2 separate regions of the Mus musculus genome follow, and region 1 is linked to region 2. The links are chromatin contacts, called in public Hi-C maps. All regions are on one chromosome and are shown on one strand. The core of a region is the stretch at or near the end of the contact, and the rest is flanking DNA. Distances in the headings are between cores, read along the strand shown.

Region 1 (2,700 bases), core at 125-2,624, 240 kb after region 2:
CAGTGATCACCACTCTCTATCAGCCAGCACACCTGCCCCAGTGTCACCTGGGGAGCCAGTCCAACCTCTCGAGCTCCACCTAGTCAACTATATCCCCGTCTAACGACCACCAACCACCGTCCCAGAATGTGAGCTGGTCTGAAAAGAGTCTGGGGAGAGAATCAGGCTGGGAGGCTTGGGCTGGAGTGGGCGGGGTCCTCAGCTCCCACTGGACCAGGAGAACAAGGAGAAAGCACACAGAGGACGACATCTGTGTGGGGAAGGGGAGGTGGACTGGCGCAGTCCATCGAGGGCTGCAAGGAGCATAAGAAGAGTCCTGCAGAGCCCAAGAATGAACCAGCCCAGCTACCACTCGGACGCTGGCCCACCCGGCCTTCACACGGTATGAACAAACATCTAGCTTCAGTTTGTCCTGACTGCAGCTCCAGGAAACAGGTGCCAGGTCATTCCCAGTCCACCACTTTGAAGGAAATTTCCTGACTGGCTTCAGGAAATGGAACTTTTACAAAGATGGCTAACAAGCACCAGGAAGGTCTGTCTTCAATAGCAGGGCCTTTGCAGAAGGAGAACCATGACTCGTTTGACAGGGACAGCTAGCAGGCTGAATTACTCATAGACATAGATAAAGAATGGTCTGTTATACAAACAAAGGTCCAAACCATCCTCTTACACACACACACACACACACACACCCTCTCTCATACACACTCACACACTCTCTCTCTCATACACACTCACACTCACGCACACACTCACACATACATACACATTTTCTCACACACACACACTCACACACTGAAGAAGATGGCTTGTGCCCACACAGTCTCTCCCACAATGCCCTCAAACACTGATGGCAATCTCTTGTTGGAGGTGGACTGGGATAAGGGAGGCTCAGCTTTTGACACATCAGTTGTCAGCACATCGCTGGTCAATCGAACAACAGGGAAAGGAGAGAAGCTTGCTTTGCTCACTTTGCTCGCTTTGCTCTGCAAAGGAGGAAGAAAAGGGATTCTTGGTTCTGAACCATTAGACCAAAGCCCTGTGATCTTCCACCTCTGCCTGGTCAACAAAGAGCTACAGGGCACTAGGATCAACCAAATCCATGACTCACCTCCAACACCCAGTCACCAGGCAACTGGAGTAATACTGAAGGCACAGCCACCATCTTGGTTTATTCTCTTCTTCCCCCTCCCTCCCTCCCCTCCCCTCCCCCACCTCCCTTCCTCAATTCCAGTTTCACCTGGTTGATCTGAGAGCTCAGAGGAAAGTTCCAGTGTCAAGGAATTCCACTGTGGAATTGATTTCTCAATATGCCTCAGTTCTATTAAGGTGACCAAACCAGTCTGCTGGGCGACATACCTCAGGCAACAGCAGCCTGGGGAAATACCAGCCAGGACACAGTCTCTGACGTAAGAAGGCAGACAGCCACGTCGACCCAGTACTACCATGCTCACCTTACCTCCCACCCCAGAAACAGAGCAGCACAAAACACGAGGAAAGCAGACTCGGAACGGTATCTGGGCTAGAGCAGGTGTGTGAGATCACAGGGCAGGTGAGAGCTTGCTGCCTCATTCAGGAAGCAACCTAAGACGGCTGCGCCTAGACCATCCATCCGTCTGCAGCTTCCTGGTTCAGTCTGCAGGCTCGGCTGTACTCCACTGCACAGGAATCCTAACTGTTAGAGATTGCTAATCCAAGTGGCCATACTTCAGGCCTGGCTGCTGCCATTTCTCTGCCTAGGGGCGTCTCCATCTCTGAGAGCGCAAAGGAAGGTCAGCGGCAGTCAGTGGAGCCAGGGAGCCTTCACAATCAAGTCTCCTGTTTGAGTAGGATTATGAGTTTGCCTAGAGCAGGAACCAAACCAGACCTGAGGGAGGAGGGAAAGAAAAAGGGAAACATGGACAGGGTAGATGGCTCCGTGGTTAAGAGCTTGCTGCACAACCGTGGGAACCTGAGCTCAAACCCTTAGCACTCAGCTAAAGGCTGGGCACAGCAGCATGCATCTGTCTGTGAACACAGCCACTGGGGAAGGGGTTCGTCCTTGGAGTTCGTTGGCCAACCTGCCTAGCCAAATTGGTGAGCTACAGGCTCAGCAACAAACACTGTCTCCAAAAAAAGGCAGGGGAGGGGTGACAGAGCAAGTGCACATGAGGGTGAGAGGAGGAGGGGACATGACACAGATGACATATGCACTCAAGCACACGCCGCACACACAAAGACATCATAGAGCAGGGTTCAGGGGTCTTGGAAGACGTCACTGGAAAAAACCTGCATTTTATGCTTATTGCAAGGCACCATTCCAAGACAGATCTGTGTGAGTTGACAGTATGTCTGCTGTCCTGACTTGCTAAGCAAGCTACAGGTTCTTGCTTGCTTACAAATGCACAGTGGGCCAACCAGGACTGTGGTGAACCAAAGCCCACCATGAGCCACATCTGTAGGCAAAGGGGGTCTGATTTCAGCTTCAGAGCCAGAAAAGTGGGTACATCCATTGAGGAGCAAGGAATCCAATCCTGGGGGAGATTCATTCTGTAATGTTATCCGAGAAGGTAGCTCAGAGAGGTGCAGTTCTCCGCCTGACCATCAGAAGCCACGCCGAAAGCAATGCCCACTCCTCTCGGCTGGCAAAGGGCTCAGAGGACGATAGTGTTTGCTGGGCAAACACGAGGTCTGAGATCAGATCCCTAGCACCCAAGCAAA
Region 2 (2,700 bases), core at 192-2,691:
GCCTTCTCACTCCGATCTCACCAGTCCGGGCTGCCACCTGGGATTTGTAAAGACAGAAGAAGCAAAGGGCTGACACCGGTGCCTTGGGGTGCCATCTAGTCCCACCTTTCCATAACCCCCTCTCAAAGGATAGCAATGACCCTAGTGTTCAAAGCAGTGAGTGACGGCATGGGGACTCTGGGACCTTCGCTGACGTAAGATGAAAAGCTGGCGAGCTCAATCACTGTAGAAAATCAACAATAATGAATAAAACGGCAATACAATATGCCGCGGTGCTGAGAGTTAGCCGTCCTCCAGTCAGACTTGAGCTGTACCTACTGCATGGAACCAGGTTTTCTTGAGATCCTCCTGACAGCGACGGGTCAGTTACCTAGCAGCATCTTAATTCAAAATGACACTGAAGGTCCGTGAAAACCAGCAGATTTCTGCCTGCTCTGATTCCACACTAAATCTAAACCAGCCAATCTCTTCAATCTCTGAGAACACAGAAAGCCATCCTCTTCGCTGGGCAAGTAATTCGTGGCCCCACTACCCAGCGTCTCCACTAGAAAATCCATAATGTATCTGGGCACTTGGCCAAGAAGTCAAAGCTGGCTTTTCCTTGGAGTGGGGCATGCACCGAGCAGTTCTGGGTAATGGGAGGGCGTCTAGGAAATGCTTTCAGAGGAGGGGGCTTTCTTTGACACAGTTCATCCCTGGTGATAGGAAGGACTGGGTCACAGCCTGAAACATCAGTCTTTTCCAGGATGAAAGACCAAGGGGGACACCCTGCAGACTGGACCACTGAGCTAAACAGTCTCTCTCTGTCTCTGTCTTTTCACTGTGTTGGGGATTGAACCCAGGACCTTTCACATGCTAGGCAAGCTCTCTACCACTGAGCTGTACCCAAGGCTGACAAATGTATTGATGGAGGGAAGGTTTTCTCTCATGCAGACATATACTCTCCCTCGTGTGTGTGTGTGTGTGTGTGTGTGTGTGTGTAAGTGTCACATAGATCTTCCATAACTTACATTGTTATGTTAGGTGAGGAGGAAATGACACTTCTATTTCTTTTTAAAGCTATCCTCTGCTGAGATGCCTCCAAGGTACCGTCTGAACAGGGAAACACTTCACAACAGAATTCCACGTATCTGAAGCTGCCACAGTGACAGCTGTGGAAGTGGGGGGATCCGAGGACTCCAGAAAGTCTGTAGAGCATTCAAGCTTGAACTTTGCCCTACAGGTTATAAACAATGTTCCAGGAACTCCAGGGCCCTCCTGCCAGGAGATCTCAACAGACCACCCACCAAACCTCCTTTCAAAAGGGCGAGGTAGGAGGCACAGCCAGTCTGACTGGAAATGAAAGCCCCCACCTGTTCTTTGCTGCTGGAGGTGAATGTCTAAGAACCTACTTGTCATAGATTCCCACGAGGGCAACTCCCAACGTGCCAGGTGCCAACTGGCAGCAGAACCTTCTGGATGAACTGGTATTGGGCAACACAGGGGGCCTCCCAGCCTACAGCATGTCATCCACGAGGCATTTCCTGAGTCTTTGGTACCAACAGTATCAACAGAGCAGAATCCCAGAGAGTAGACAAGCACGGACCCTCACATGCATGAGGACTGGAGCCAGACAGCTTCTCTCAGGGTATTAGGGAGAAGGGTTTTGGACTCAGAGACAAACCCAAGGATGAGAGCCGTGGGGTCCTGCATTGTCTCAGCTAAGCACTTAAGAGACAGATCAGGGCATTAAGAAGCGGGAGTCAAGATTCCCGTGAGAATTTTTATGAGAAAGATTTTAACCTACATTTATTCTTTAGGTATTTGGTGGTGGGGGGGGGGGGGAGTCCTACAAAAAGAACGCATCATAAAACATGTCAGATGTTCTGGTCTCAACTTTCTGAGTCGAAGGCAAACAAAGGTTGTGACATGATTAGATCAGAACATGCTGACACACGTGTGTTCTGTGTAGACACAGAAGAAATGGTGCTGAACTTTAAAACCCTAAACAAAACAAAGCCTGAAAAAGGAAAAAAAAAAAATCCAGCTGTTTGGTCTCAGTGAATTTGCAAACAGCAAAGGCTACTTCTAAGTACAGTGTCTGTCGGTCTGTCTGCCCTCATGCTACACACCAGGAGGGGTGAGAACCCCATATCTGTGGATTCAAGCAACCTCAGATCAAAATTATTCATGTTCCATATGCATTGAGCATGTTGAGACAGCTTCCCCATCGCCGTTCAGTAAACAATGTCGTCTAAGGACATTGCACTGCATTACGTGTTTTATTAAGTAGCCTGCACATGGTTCAAAGTGTGGGGGAGGGTAAGACCCGACTATGTGGGAACAGTGAGCACAGCACGTGGTGTGAGGCACTTGACCACCCCCTTGGGTATCTGAGGGGCTCCTGATGCCACTCTTCTGAGGATGCTGAGGGGTGACTATCACAGCGGGGGTGTGGTAGCCTGCACATTTCCTTCCCAGCATGCCTCACTGTTTGCACTTAACCATATTCCATTAACTGCAGGTGTCCCTCTCCCCGTCTTGCCTTCATGAACCCAAGGCTCCAGTAGGGCAGACTCTGTGTTCTTTGCTCTTTTAACCCTCATCACAAGGCTAGCAGCTGACATACGTCAGGCGCGTGCATGGATTTGTCAATCAATCAATCAATCTATTTATTTATTTATTTATAATCCATTACCTTGGCTGCAACGAACTCTTGTG

The links. Hi-C and Micro-C count contacts between places; a contact is called where the count stands out from the background.
Region 1: a contact with region 2 is called in a Hi-C map of epidermal suprabasal cells, with 2.8 times the contacts expected there. The contact joins two enhancer-like sites. A contact is called at or near these places in 1 of 484 Hi-C or Micro-C datasets (epidermal suprabasal cells), 4 of 115 datasets of contacts at active chromatin or transcription factors (acute myeloid leukemia, bone marrow-derived macrophages, embryonic stem cells and 1 more) and 2 of 9 other capture datasets (adipose tissue and liver).

What each region holds. Positions count from the first base shown.
Region 1 is chr16:90,096,882-90,099,581 of GRCm38.p6, forward strand. It overlaps a transcript of Tiam1 not described here. Among named protein-coding and RNA genes, the nearest start is that of Gm10789, 44 kb to the right of the region's middle. Within about 2 kb of position 1,375, at least 36 of the 459 cell types and tissues checked have an H3K27ac peak or open chromatin away from gene starts, as enhancers often do. A contact at or near this core is called in epidermal suprabasal cells, where this site is marked.
Region 2 is chr16:89,860,315-89,863,014 of GRCm38.p6, forward strand. Tiam1 (T cell lymphoma invasion and metastasis 1) reads right to left here. Exons shown (of 28, transcript NM_009384.3): 9 at 1-37. Among named protein-coding and RNA genes, the nearest start is that of Gm52239, 67 kb to the left of the region's middle. Within about 2 kb of position 1,442, at least 15 of the 459 cell types and tissues checked have an H3K27ac peak or open chromatin away from gene starts, as enhancers often do. A contact at or near this core is called in epidermal suprabasal cells, where this site is marked.